Linked DNA regions of Mus musculus: regions 1, 2, 4 and 5 are each linked to region 3. Evidence: chromatin contacts called from public HiChIP or PLAC-seq and promoter capture Hi-C data. All regions are on one chromosome and are shown on one strand. The core of a region is the stretch at or near the end of the contact, and the rest is flanking DNA. Distances in the headings are between cores, read along the strand shown. Region 1 holds the start of Lmx1a (LIM homeobox transcription factor 1 alpha). Region 2 holds the start of Tbx19 (T-box 19). Region 3 holds the start of Tada1 (transcriptional adaptor 1). Region 4 holds the start of Mgst3 (microsomal glutathione S-transferase 3). Region 5 holds the start of Tiprl (TIP41, TOR signalling pathway regulator-like (S. cerevisiae)).

Region 1 (2,700 bases), core at 62-2,561, 1.3 Mb after region 3:
AGAGAGGATTGGGGTTGGGGGCTCTAGGCGATCCCCGCGACCTCCAGGTGTCTGAGGTTAGTCATCACTTACGGTGCAGATCCGAGAGCAACCGGATCCCCATCCCGCCCGCGTGAAGTCTAGGTGGCACGGATCTCTGCCGAGTCTGGGGTGTAGCTCCCCCGGGGCAACCGTTCCACGTGGAGAGAAGGAAAAGTTTGGCGCGTCCGGGAGGTCCGGGCAGCAGACTGGAGCATCAGGCTGTAGCCTCGCGGTGGGTCGAGCAGCCAAGCCGGGGAAACAGAGCACCGCGGGCCCCGCCACGGGACGCGCTCCCAGGCCCCCGCCCTGCGCACCCCACCCCCTTCCCGGGCCGCGCACGCAGCCAGCGGCCACTGTCAGAAACCGCCCGAGCCGCCTCGAAGAAGGCAGGGCGGACTTTGCACCCAGGACCCTGGGCCTCCGGTTCCACCGCCGATCTTGGAGCAGCCGCCTGGTTTCCCCTTCCCGGCTGCAGAGCGGCGCGTGTTGGCGGGACGTCCCGAGGAGGATCGGCGGCTTGAGGCCACGGCCCGGCCCCACTCCGGCGCGCCGAGGAGCGGAATCGGGGGCCGGCGTTCGCTCCTGCTCTCTCCCGGGTGCGCCGGAGTCCGGGCGGCTGCTCTGGCTGCAGCCTAGGGGACGCCTCCTCCCTCCGCCAAAGCTGCCCGGCGTCTCCCGGCCACTTCGCGCTGCTCCGGACGCTGGGCGCGAGCTCGCCCATCAGGTAAGGAAGGCTGCGGGGATCCTTAGGCTCCGGCTCGGGCGGGCGTGTTTCTGAAAGTTGATTTGAAATGCATCCAAGAGTGAACCGGGCCAGTCGCGGCTCCTCCCCAAGGCGACTCCTTTGCTCCTGCAGACGTTCCCGGCACTGGCCGACCGGCGGGAGGACCTCCCCGCGCGCCCCGCACGCCTACTCCCGAGCGCCCCCCCCCCACCCCCCAAGCAGAGCGCTGCGCCAGGAGTACGGAAGCAGGCGGGACAGTCTCCGAGTCCCTTACTCTGCCTCTCTCTAAGACAGGTGAGGGTCGAAAGTGAGTGGTGGTGCCACTGGGATATCGGACCTGGTTGGTCCCGGCTTGGCCCTGGCTCTGAGAGCAGGCGTACCCCCACCCCATCACACAGAGTACCATAGTTCTAGTGGTGGGATCCCTAGGGGCCACATTAGTATAGGATGGGGCGGAGTCGGTCTTGGAATGGGAAACCTGGGGACAGGGGTGGGGGTGGGGGTTAGGAGAACGCAGTTAGGGGGCGGAGGCCTTAGCACATAACGCGTTGACTTCAAGTGAAATCAGAGCCGTCCGAGCAGTTCACGGTGGCTCTTCTCTCTCCTCCCACCTTACATTTCCCTTGTCTGGACTCTACCCTCTAGGCTCATTCTTGTCGCCCTGGACACTGCTTCTGTCCTGTCCCAGGAGAGTGGCAACTGAGGGTGCGGAGTCCCAACAGGCACGGGAAGCTAGACTCAACCGTTCCTCCGCTCTACAGGTCCTCCTGGCTCACCCCGAACATGTTGGACGGCCTGAAGATGGAGGAGAACTTTCAAAGTGCGATTGAGACCTCGGCATCTTTCTCCTCTTTGCTGGGTAAGTGTTCAACCGCATGCTCCCTAGAGCATCCTCCTTCTGCCGGGGCCGGGAGCTCAGTACGTCAGGTCTCTGATACTGGGTTAAGCGACCAGACTAGCACCCTCTTCGCGCGCACACAGAGGTGCCCACAATCTCTGTCTTTCCGTGTCCATCAGTCCTTTTGAGTCGTCCCTACCTAAATACAACCATCAAGCCTCCCCAGGCTTCACGAGTTCAACATCGAATTCCCCAAAGCCTTGAGGGGCGGGCGAGCATGTTCACAAGGCATTTGAGTGGCAAGTGATTAATAATACCCAGGGCTGGATTTTTAATCACGGAGCTGATCGACGGCTCATAAATGCCACCGGTTTCTCAGAGGCCTGTGTCCTAGCATGAGAGATCCGAGGCCCAGAGCGCCCAGGTTCTTCTCTTCCCCCACCAACTGCAGCCCCAATTTTAGTATTGGGCATGGCCGAGAGGCTTTTCCGGGCTGGTGGGCAGCGCTGCGCTGGGATTAGCTTGCACGGCGGGGCCCTTGCCTGGTCTTTAATTAACTGAAGCCGGACCCCTGTTCCGCAAGCTTGGTATCCCTCTACCCCCAACCCAGCCACTTCGAAGGAGCAGAGAATAGAGAGATCCAAAGAGTCATACCCATGGGTCTTTCAGAGTTCAGGCTTGTTTTGCCAGTGTCTCTTCAACTCTCCCTTTGGAATTTTCAAGTTTGGAGAAAAAAATGTTTTGTTTTGTTTTGTTTTTAAATTTTCTTTCTTCCTGTGTTTCTTCCCGCTTCTTTCTGAAGGAGAGATTTTTCTTTTATTTAAACCTCTTGCCTCTTTCTCTAACTTTAGAACCAATAGAGTGGGGCTGAAAAAATTTCGATTATAGAAACCATGTCCAGAGAGAAATCGCCCACTCCACCCCAACAGTTCAGAGGAAACGAAATTACAAAACCCATGCCCTCTTCTTTCAACCTCCCTTTCGAAATTGTCAGGATTTTCTCCCCAGAGCAAGAAGGAAGACGCAGGCTAGAGCCTGTGTGCGGACTCAGGCACACTGGGTTTGGTTCTCTGCACCATGAGACCCGCGACCCATCCTATGGTTTGTCCCAACCATA
Region 2 (2,700 bases), core at 44-2,543, 1.2 Mb before region 3:
CAGCTAATTTCAACTTTTCTCTCTAAGCAAAATTTCTCTCAAGGTGTAAGAAAAAGAGTCTGGGCTCAACTAACACTACTGAAAATGTCCTTCGGGTACTTTGTGTCCATAGGTACCCAAAGATGTGTGAGCATGCAGTGGGAGTCTCTTTCAAAACATTTGCATCTCCTCTGCTAAGCTCAAGCTTTAAAGTTCCCTCAAAGGCGCCTAACAGGCTAAGCTTCACAGGATCTGAGAAATGCCAGCAGGGAGCGGTATGGACAATCCCCACTCTTTGCAGGGAGAATGAAAGAAGAAAACTTCTCTTTCCTAAAACTGGGCATTAGAGCTTCATTCCCTATTATACGCCAGCTTTCCTAACTATGTGAAACACACAATCGAAACTCATTCTCCCTCAACATGCACAAGGAAGCAGGCAGAGAGAGATAGGCCATGTGGCCCTTTCAATCCCAGTCTTCAACTAGTCAAAATCGTCTGACAGACAGGTGTGCTGTGCTTAAGAACAAACTATCCAGTTTCCAAATAAAGTCAACTTTCACATTATCTGAACAGGACTGAACACAGGTCTGCTCCAGGGGACACAGTCATTCAAAAATTAATACCAGTTTCTGACAGTTGAGTCCACTTCCCCAATGCATGGGGCATGCTCCCCTGCAAAATAATTCCCCATATAATACATGTAGGTAAGACAGGTGGCCTCCATCTTCCACTGCTCTGATTATCTCAAAGAAATTAAGTTGGCTGAGTGACGGCCAGCCGAGACTGTCTTTAAGATGTTCAGAGCCTGCTGCCTCTGAACGAAGAGTGGTAGCCTCTTTACTACCAAAGGTGTCTTACCTTCCTCGCCAAGCAAAGGCTAGCACAAGTGGGCTGCAGTCAAACTCACCTGCCGTTCTTGGTCACGATCATTTCATTAGTGACTTCCTTGAATCTCTGCCAGAGGGGAGCATCCTCCAGGATGATCTGAAGTTGCTTCTCTGTAGGGTCTCCCTTCTCCCTCCCTGCCTGGAGCTCACTTTCCACCACGTTAAGCAGGCGAGACACAGTGCCTTCGCCAGCCTTCTGTGTGGCCAGTTCACTCATGGCTGTAGACCCTTTCAAACTTTGCTGAGAGCCGTTCCCACTTTCTCTGCCTCCGGCTCCTTCCTTCCCTCACTTGCTGGCTTTTCGACCCCAGCTGGTCAGTGTCTGGGAGTAGAATAAGATGCCTTGGCTCTTGCTAAAGCTTCCAGTGTGACACCCCTGAAAGTCTCCAAATTATACCACCAACCTGTTAAGCTTCAGTTGGGGAGCAGGGAGGAGAGGGTGGGGGGAGGTGGAGAAGAAAAAGCGCTCTCTTAATTACTCACTGGATCAGGTGGGAGTCAGCCTGGCTTTCCCATTGGCCGCCCTGCCTACAGTAGACGTTTAAGAAGAGTACTCCATCCAAATTATCAGGCTTTTATCTTGTTGTACCTGAAGAGGTCTAATCGGTGTATTGAGGACCGTTTTCCCGTTAATTAAAATTATTCCAGGCCCGGACTGCAACAATCAGTCAAATCATGTCTGCGTATAAATTGTGGCATGTGGCACCTATAGAAAAGGAGGTGCTGGCAGGGGAGCCACAAACTTGCTGTCTGGGCAAGCTGTCCTGGCAGAGTAGTCAGCTGAACTCCCTCCACCCTGATCTAGCAACTTGAACAGACACAGAAGCCCTGCAGACAAGAGCAGTCTATGCTGAGGGTGAAGGGCTCTGTGCCAAGATACAAGACCTGAGAATAAAGGAAGTCTCTCTGCATGCTACACTCAAGAAACTGAAGTCAGGAGGAAAAGAACTACAGACCTCTTTCCCCTAGGGAGCTCCTCTGTCATCTCCCCACTGACTGTACCCACCCACATTCACACCCTTTTTACCTCTAAGGTCCTTTTCATTTTCAGCTTTGAACTTTGATCTTCCTCCCTCGAATCCAGACCCCTAGTCTCTCTTATCTCCAGTCCTAGTGAAAGGAAGGGGGAAAGTAATTTGTCCTGAACTATTCTAAGAAAAACTCTGCGCCTCCTGGGTGGGAATCAACGTTTTACATCATTGGACTGAGTGATGCTAATCGTTGGTCCAAAAAGGCTCCCAGTTCTCTTTTGGGACAGCCGTGGCCAACGCTGTCCTTCCGGATTGAGTCCCGCTATTCCCTGAGGATGTAATTAGTAGAAACGGTTACTTCTCCTAAAGACACAGCACAGGGTGGCTGGATGGGGAGGTAGAAACCATGAAGGAGACCATCAAAACAGCTGGAACACCCCAACCCTAGGAGAGCCTAGGGTGCTGGTTTATCTTGTTATAAAAGAAAACAAGAATGTCAGAGCAATGGGGAAATAAAAGCAGAAAACTTAGGGGGAGTCTGAATGTGGAGGATGCCAAACATGAACTGAGTACCTACTAAGCACTCCACAGAAGTGATAGAAGAGAAGCGATATCTTCGTAGAACGACCCATCTGACAGGGGAAAGAAGTGACATGAAGTAGTTTGGTTATCAGCCACGGTAAGAAAATAAAGATCATGCAAAAGGACGAAGTGGTGGAGGAAGCCATGCAAGGTGAGGCGGGGCTGGGGTGGGGAGGGTCCTGATTAGATGCTGTGCTGTAGAAAGGCGATTTGAGAAGGCATCTCAACAGTGACGGAAAGGACACAGAGAAAGTTGAGTATCCAGAAGAGGGGACCCAGTA
Region 3 (2,700 bases), core at 46-2,545:
TAAAGATGCTTGTTAAAATATTTCTTTTAATACAGGAGAAAACCCCAGTTTAATAGACAGGAAAGAAGTCATTGTATGCATCTTATCTGTGCAGTATTTAACAGGGCCCGCTGCTCACAACCACCTGTAAATTCACTCACAACGACATCTACCTAAAAACAAAATCTTTAAAAAATTATGCTGTCATTAAAAGTATGAACATTAGCCGGGCAGTGGTGGCACATGCCTTTAATCCCAGCACTTGGGAGGCAGAGACAGGTGGATTTCTGAGTTCAAGGCCAGCCTGTTCTACAAAGTGAGTTCCAGGACAGCCAGGGCTATACAGAGAAACCCTGTCTCAAAAAACAAACAAACAAACATGAACATTAAGGCAAAATAATAGCCTGGTGTCAGATAGCCAGGGCTACAAAGAGAGACCCTATTTCAAGAACAAACAAGCTGGGCATGGTGACCCATGCCTTTAGTCCCAGCCAGCACTAGAGGCAGTTGGATCTATGTGAGTTAAGAGGCCACTCTGTCAAAACGAGAGAGAGAGAGAGAGAGAGAGAGAGAGAGAGAGAGAGAGAGAGAGAGAGAGAGACTTTAAAAGTAGGCTTTAAAAAGTTTTAAGCTGAACACAGCTATGGCTTCCTAGTGTAGTATATATGTGCATATTCGAGTGTGAATTTGGAATTTGAGAGAGGACAAGCTAGCTTGTGGGTCCTTCCACTTGACCTTGACTTGAAACGAGGTTCTTTGCGTCTTTTCCTCTGTGGGTCAGGCTAACTAGCTGCTGAGACTCCTCCTGTTACCTCCCCTAGGACCTTTGGTAGTCCTGCTTGGGAATTATTTTTATTTGATCTGTCAATAGTGAATGTTCAGAACTTGAGTAACATAAATCCTGCCTTCAGGCAGCTCTCGTTTTAGTTGCAGGAGGCAGAAAACGAGATCGACCAACTAAATGTCACAATAGGTGGTGAGCACTTGGCAAAAAAATGAGGACAAGAGGATAAATTAGATATTGCATGCACTCGGGGACCTGAGCTCTTCCTTCTGGGAAGAGCTGACCTGCAGTCAGGGCGGGGCCTGGCCGGAGGGCGGGCGGGGCGGTCAAGTTCGCGCCCCGGGGGCCGCCGCGGGCGGGCAGGCGGGCGTAGGTTGGGCACGCGCCCACCAGGGGAAGCGGGTCACGTGAGCCAAGAGGCGGGAGTTGGCGAAGGGAGTTTGGCTGGGTGCTTTCCCAACTGCGAGACGGCGGGGCCAAGAACCAAACCCACGCAACGTCTCCCTAGCGGATGGGGGCGGGGCCGCCGAGCAGAGCCGAGCCGAGCCGAGCCGAGCGGAGCCGAGCCGAGCCGAGCGGAGCCGAGCCGAGCCGAGCCGAGCCGAACCGAGCCGAGCCGAGCCGAACCGAGCCGAGCCGAGCCGAGTGGAATCGAGTCGAGTCGAGCCTCCAGCGTCCGGCGCGCAGGCCTTCCGCCGCGTTGATCTTTCGGTTGCTGGTGGCCGTGGGCCGCGCGGTCTACGGTCGGGCTGAAAGACGCGCGCTGCAATGGCGACCTTTGTGAGCGAGCTGGAGGCAGCCAAGAAGAACTTGAGCGAGGCGCTGGGGGACAACGTGAAACAGTAAGAGCCGCGGGGACCAGCCTCCGGGCCTGTCCGTGGGTGTGCCCCAAGCTCGGGGCTGCCGTAGTCCCTGGACTCTCTTCACCTCCCGGAGGCCGTAGGCGTCTCGCGGCCGCCACGGCTCCCGTGCGGGCTCCGCCGGGACTCGAGGCGCTGGAGGACTTTCTCCTGGGCGTCCCGACACCGGTGATACCCGCGTGGGGGCGGGAGCAGCGCCCTAGGCGCCCCGGAGTCGGTAGAGCGGGGGGCGCGCCGGGGCGGGGTGGGGGGGCCCGGAGGGCTTCCCGGAGGCGGAGGCCCGCGTTGCTCAGGGGCCAGCTAGAAGAGCTGTGAAAGCGGGTTCGGAAGGCACAGAGACCCCAAGTGAAGTCGGTCGGTCACCCACCTTACAACCACAGCATCCAAGGGGGCGGCTGCCTAGCCGGCCGTAGGACGCCTTTCCCAGTGTTCCACACGGGCCAGCCAATCCTCAGACCTGAGATCGGCACAGTTCGTACTCGAGAGACAGAGATTACTTATTCCCCCAAAGTCACTGCCCAAGGATGGGACTGAGGCTTCTGGTTCCCGCCGTGTGATGCTTTTCAGGGGTTACTTGGAAAGTCCTCCCGTTCCCCACACCGCCGGGCTGTCAGCAGGGACTGGGGCAGAGTGACAGCTCTATAAGCAGTAGCCTGCGGCAGCCGGAGGAGGAGCCTCGATCTTTTGGGGGAACTTCAATTCTGGCAAACCCGTATTTCCTGGCACTGAAGTTGAAATGATTGACAAGAGCAGCCCGTGAAGCAGAGGTGGTGTTAATAGAAAGGCCGTCAGAAAAGCTTAGGTGCAAGCTCCTCGTCGGAACCCCTCTTTAAAAGGCTTTAAATAAATAAATAAATAAATAAATAATAAGTATTATTATTTGTAGATTTTTAAGCACCGGAATTAAAAAGAGATGCCCAGGGAAATAAGACATACCCAGATGTGGACTTCTCAATGGAGAGTCACAAGTTGTGCGTTTTGGCAGCTGTCTTGTTACACCCAAGAATTTTGTACAAGTTTCTTTTTCTTTTTTCTCTTTTTGCTGATGAGGTGGACAAGCTTATAAAGTCTGGTAGA
Region 4 (2,700 bases), core at 68-2,567, 1.0 Mb after region 3:
TCCTTAGATAAATTTAGCTCCTGTGAGAATAAACAATTCTGGATCCCCTGACTCAAGACAGTATACTCTCATTATGGACACACTGAAAGAAAACACACCGGGTAACCCTGACTAATAACCTTGGCTGCTTCCGGGAAACTGCAGTCTGCAGGTGCCCTACAGATTCCCGCAGGGAAGCCCTGGTTTCTGCTACTACCTTAAAATCTGCAGCAGACCCTGCAAGGCCACACCTAAGCCACCAGTACAGGCAACAGAGCAGAGAGCTGGTTGCTCTCTGGGGCACCTCCTTTCCCTAGTTAAGGGATTCAAGTCCCAACCCGCAGCGCAGCGTTGCTTTCCTACCCATCCGACCATCTGTCTCTGCTTTTCCTCTACTTCCTTTTCCGCACTGACTTGTACCCTAGGCTACTTGCAGACTGGTGCCTCCCAAGCAAAGAATTAACAGAAACCACAACCTCGGGAGTGACTCAGTGTCTCTTACTCCCTTCCACCACCCTGCAGGTGCCCCACCCTGTGGTTCTGGGTCTCCCTGTAGCGACACAAGATAAGTAAAGGGACACTTGCGGACATGTGAGTATGGGATGAATTAATATCCCACTCACTCTTCCCAAGAAGTCTCTTGCTATGAGGACAGAAGTAAGAAAATGACCCATATTCAGGTATCAATGCAAATATTTCTACGAGGCGAGAGGAAAACAAATGCAATTCCCTCTGAGACCCTCTCGAAGGATCCTAGCAACAAGACATCCATAGCAGGCGCGGCGCTTGCACGCCACTTATGAAACCTGTGCTAGATCAGGTACGAATGGCCAGTTCCCACTGCAGAGTTCCGGGCTCCTTTCTCTGTATTAACAGCTGCAGTGAGTAAGGTCAGGTGGTCTCTTGAAGGCCGAAAGAGGGAGCCCCAGGTCTTTACACAATTGGAATTAAGGAGGGGGAGGAAAATAAGGAATTGAGGATGAGCTGACCTTGAGAACCTCCCTGAGTTAGAGATAGCGAGGTAGGGGCCTCCCCGAGAAGCTCCTAAGCTACACCATCGGGGGGAGCATGCAGGGAGGGCGGAGGGCAGAGTGGGTAGAAATGCAGAGCTCAAATCGACCGATAAAGAAGGGAGGTTGGAGACCCCAATTCCGTTCCAAGTGACTGAGATACCGGTTGTGCATGTGCAGGCATTCAGGTGTCCCAGTGAAGCTAAAGCTCCTGCAGCTCGCAGCTGCCAGCACTTACCTGGCTCACCTTCGTGCGCCTGGTACAGACCTGAGAAGCACAGCAGTGCCTAGGTGCGGCTCTAGCTGTCCCGCAGGACCCGCCCCACTCCGCCCCGCCCCGCGCGGCCACGCCCTCGGGACCGCCCCCGAGACCGCCTCTGACTTTGGCGGTTCTAGCTGTTTCTTAAACTAGACTGCATTTTTTCCCTGTGTCGGGTAGCCCGCATATCTACTTTTCCGGCTCCCCAGTGTATATATTTGCTCTACTCTCCAAGTATCTTTTCGTGACTACAGTATTAAATTGCTCCTAGAGATTTGTTCTGCTTGGTTGGAACAGAAGCGACAGTAACGCGTTAGTAATTTGTCCCCGGCAGGGCACTGTAACTCAGCTTGCTGCGCGTGCGCAGAAAGTAGAGCGTAGTTTATGGAGAGCTTGGGGTGGGTGGGGAAGGCGTGTGTCTCACTTTTGGACTCTCTTGGGGAGGGGGCGTTTGAAACTGTGGGAGTTCCCTTAGCCTGCGCCGTTGGCGCGTACCTCAGCTCTGCCTACACGGTGCACCGCACCCATTCTCTCTCCCCCAGCCCCACAGGCGGGCTCCTATGGCTTGGCTCGCCCAGGTATTTCTTCCCGGACCCCGGCACAAACTTAACAAAGAGCACAGGCGCACCCTCTTGTGCCACCTCGCGGCGGCCTCCAGGAGAGCCTTGGATAGGACCTACTAAGCAGAAGCAGACCTTGACTGCTAATTTCTATAAGTTCTGCTTTAAACCGGTCGCAGAAAGCACCGAAGCTATCTGCTACTTTTTTTTTTTTTTTTTTTTTTTGCCCCGCGTTTCTGAAATGCCCTAAGAAACTTAACATGCTACGACCTAAGAAACTAGGTCAGACAGTGCATACCTTTTAATGTCTCTCCCCTCCTTCCTCACAAACACCAGAGAATAAGTTTATTCTGTAGCCAAATATGAGTGACCATGGCCTGCAGTGGCCAACTGTAATTTCGTGAACTTCTAGTAACAGAACCAAAGAAATTCCTAAGTCAAGTTCCCTTTCTTGTACGTTGGGAACGGGTGGTGGTGGGGGCATCAGGTGTGCAGATTATAGCAAAGCCTGGAATAAGATCTCAGATATTGTCTGATGACATTCTTTGTCTTGAGTTCGTAGAGGCTAGTGGCAGGTTTGTACTCTCTGAAATGATTTGAGTGATAGGTCCGAGATAGCTGTTCAAATACATAAATGACTAGTAAGGATGTTAAAGCTAGCTTGATTGGCTGAAGGTTTCCACCCCTCCACAATCACCAAAATTTTAATCAGTACAATTTTTAAGATTTTCGGATCTTTAGCACAGCTTGCATACCCTTCCTTTCTTCCACCTGTCTTTCTCCCTCACAGCCCAGGTGTGCCTCAAGTTCATATTGCCATGTAGCTCACACTGGTCTTGAACTGATCCTCCTGCCTCCACCTTCCAACTCTTGGCATTATAGAGGTGCACTA
Region 5 (2,700 bases), core at 3-2,502, 1.1 Mb before region 3:
TCAGCTTCTGTCATCTCTTTCCTGCTTACTGGCCTCCTCTCCAGCATTCCAGCCCTCCATCTTCTACAACACCTCCAAGAAACCTTCCAGACACAACCACGATGCATGTAGATATTGAGTAAAACTACACCTGATGACTACTATATAAAATTCAAACTTCTTAGCAAGACAGAGAACTCTCCAATGACGAGGGAGGCAACACTCTGCCAGGGCGCCCCCCCCCCAAACTTTGTCAGGATACAGTTATAGGCATCCCCAAACACCTCAGATCTCAGTCTGAGTGCTGGCTTTACCCGGCCATCCAGTCTCCAGACTTGATCAAGATTCTGCCCAGGTGCACTGACCCTCGCGCGAACACACTAACGCGCACACACACCTGTATACATCTTCATCCTAACCAACCACACAATAATATAACGGTCTCTCGTGAAACTATGAATTCCTTGGGCCTTTCTCTTTCATCTGTCCTATCTCAAGTGCTTATCACAGCACCTGATTTGCTAAAAGAAGGAAAGAAAAAAAAAAAAAAACCTGAAATCTTCATCCTAAACAGTCACACAGTAACGTCACACGGTCTCACGTCCTCTGAAGTCTGTGGTACTCAATGGTTCATGTTCAGAACCTCAAGAGCACACCACAGAACCAAAGAAGCTCAAAACTAAACATAAATACCATTTCCGTCATTGCCCGCAAGGGAACAGGTCATCGCGCCCAGAAAGGTTGCGCAGGCTTAGGTAGGAAAAAAAGGAGCGGCGAGGTTTAGGTGAAGTCCACCAAAACAGCCGCGCTCAGTTCAACCCTGAGAAGCTACAGTTCCAGCAAGCAGAGGTCGCCGCGAGCAGGGAACAGGACCATTTACTGAAGTTGTCAATCAACGGTCGGTCAGAGGGACCGAGCCTGCGGCCCCAAGTACCGCGTGAGGCTGCACCGAGACCGTCAGACCCCCAGCCCGGACACCAACCGGACCTGGCCCGGCTCGGCTCGGCTCGGCTCGGCTCGGCCCGGCCCCGCCCCACAGCCTCACTTTTCCACATCCGCAGACTTCATGATGTGGGTCTTGGACGCCGTCAGCTTCCAAGGCCCGAAGGAGAAGTCCTGGTGGCTGCTCTGAAAGCCGTGGATCATCATGGCAGAAGCGGAGCCGCAGGGTTACTCGGAGCAAGCGCCTGCGGCAGCGGTCGCACGATGGCCCTCTCTGCAGCGCGGCTCCTGGGCGCGTCCGTTACCATCTCGGCCCCGCCCCCTGCCGCCGCGCCGTAGGCCCGCCCTTCCGCCGTCTCTTCCGCCCCTCCTGGTTTTACTTCCGGGACCACTAGCTCAGGGTGACACACGTCTTACGTGGAGACGCTGAGGGGCGGGACTTGAGCGCGGGGGTGTCGCTCTGGCGCGCCGCCCTGAAGTCTCCGGGTGACGTCACCCCAGAGTGAATGTGGGAATTTGTCTTTCTGGATCCAGAGCCCCGTGCTTCACTGCCTTACCTCCTCCTTACAGACCGCTCCAAGCAGTGTCATCACCTCTTGTGCTTATGAGTCGTGGTGAAGAGGACATGCCCAATGTCCCTATCGCTCAGGAAGCCCAGCACCAACAGCGACTTTGGAGCCAATGACAAATAGTAGCTCCTCCACCTTGAATCCCAGTGGAAGAGCCCCACTTTCTTACCGTGCAAACCGCCGACGCCCTGTGTTTGATTCTTTGTACCACGAAAGAAACGTCAAATTATCCTTATGATATTTTAAGACTTTTCTACCCGCACACAGGTGTAGTGGAAACGACGCTGAAAGCCCGGTGCTCCGTCCATGCTTGCAGTGCAACTGTGTGTATCTTTGGGTAAAACACAACTGATTCTTTTCGGCCCCAGCTGCCTCAAAATGAGATGGTTTAATGTTTGAGCATCTCAAAACTGTTCACCATCTCAATTCCAACACCCCCTCTCTTATTCACTCAGTGTTTGTTTCATCGACGCTGGAACCGCTAAGCAGCGTTGTTGCATGATTTCTGCTTCAATTCCTACCTTGTCTACCAGAAGGTGTTAAGCCAAGTAAACCTTTTCCTCCTCAGGTATTTTCTGTTTGTGTGTCTGTCCCAGGAACCCATCATCAATTTCCCCTGCCCAAGGTGTCTGGATTAATTCATTCCGTTGGCATCCTATCCTTGGTTCCTACATAGTTACTCTATTTCCATTGCCTACGGAAAGTAGGGCGTCTCAGCTTCCGCAGAGGATAAAGATGTTCATCCCGAATAGTGGAGGATTGTCTACCATCACTGACCTCCAGAGGTTGGCCCCTGACGCACTTCCCAAGGAGGCTGGGGTCCTTTCACTGACGTTACATTGTAAACCTCACATCATCTAGATCTGCTAGAAGACCTAATAAGGAGGTAAATGAGCAAATTACATGCAACGAAATCCATCCTCTTTTCTTTCTGAAAGAGTTCCATACAGCCAGCCTAGGCTAGCCTTCAATTCACTATTGTAGCTAAGGAGGACCTTGAATTCCTGATTGTTCTGCTTCTTCCCAAGTGCCGTGTGTGTGTGTGTGTGTGTGTGTGTGTGTGTGTGTTTTTCACCAAGCCTCCAACATTCTTACTATATGAAGTCTTCCTTTGAATTTTTCTGCATTAGGCCAAGAAAAAAATGTATAGAATCTCTGTGATTTTTGAAAACAGCCTAGTCTACATAGCAAATTCCAGGCCTATGTATTC

Evidence for each region. Promoter capture Hi-C pulls out the DNA fragments that hold promoters and counts their contacts. HiChIP or PLAC-seq counts read pairs in DNA pulled down with a chosen protein or histone mark.
Region 1: a promoter capture Hi-C map of cranial neural crest shows a contact between it and region 3. The contact joins the promoter of Lmx1a here to the promoter of Tada1 in region 3. A contact is called at or near these places in 3 of 39 promoter capture datasets (cranial neural crest, frontonasal cranial neural crest and maxillary cranial neural crest).
Region 2: a contact with region 3 is called in a promoter capture Hi-C map of liver, with 4 times the contacts expected there. The contact joins the promoter of Tbx19 here to the promoter of Tada1 in region 3. A contact is called at or near these places in 4 of 39 promoter capture datasets (liver, pre-B cells and stem cell-derived epiblast-like cells).
Region 4: a contact with region 3 is called in an H3K27ac HiChIP or PLAC-seq map of acute myeloid leukemia, with 12 times the contacts expected there. The contact joins the promoter of Mgst3 here to the promoter of Tada1 in region 3. A contact is called at or near these places in 8 of 39 promoter capture datasets (the 3T3-L1 cell line, 3T3-L1-derived adipocytes, the C10 cell line and 4 more), 5 of 115 datasets of contacts at active chromatin or transcription factors (the 230-238 cell line, acute myeloid leukemia, astrocytes and 1 more) and 1 of 9 other capture datasets (adipose tissue).
Region 5: a contact with region 3 is called in an H3K27ac HiChIP or PLAC-seq map of embryonic stem cells, with 46 times the contacts expected there. The contact joins the promoter of Tiprl here to the promoter of Tada1 in region 3. A contact is called at or near these places in 3 of 484 Hi-C or Micro-C datasets (embryonic fibroblasts, neutrophils and stem cell-derived primordial germ cell-like cells), 1 of 115 datasets of contacts at active chromatin or transcription factors (embryonic stem cells) and 2 of 9 other capture datasets (adipose tissue and liver).

What each region holds. Positions count from the first base shown.
Region 1 is chr1:167,688,247-167,690,946 of GRCm38.p6, forward strand. Lmx1a (LIM homeobox transcription factor 1 alpha) reads left to right here and starts at 1,312. Exons shown (of 8, transcript NM_033652.5): 1 at 1,312-1,604. The coding sequence starts at 1,529.
Region 2 is chr1:165,159,480-165,162,179 of GRCm38.p6, forward strand. Tbx19 (T-box 19) reads right to left here and starts at 1,294. Exons shown (of 8, transcript NM_032005.4): 1 at 887-1,294. The coding sequence starts at 1,083.
Region 3 is chr1:166,377,872-166,380,571 of GRCm38.p6, forward strand. It overlaps Tada1 (transcriptional adaptor 1), which reads left to right and starts at 1,296. Exons shown (of 8, transcript NM_030245.3): 1 at 1,296-1,605. The coding sequence starts at 1,532.
Region 4 is chr1:167,392,524-167,395,223 of GRCm38.p6, forward strand. It overlaps Mgst3 (microsomal glutathione S-transferase 3), which reads right to left and starts at 1,318. Exons shown (of 6, transcript NM_025569.2): 1 at 1,228-1,318.
Region 5 is chr1:165,235,706-165,238,405 of GRCm38.p6, forward strand. Tiprl (TIP41, TOR signalling pathway regulator-like (S. cerevisiae)) reads right to left here and starts at 1,253. Exons shown (of 7, transcript NM_145513.4): 1 at 1,025-1,253. The coding sequence starts at 1,128.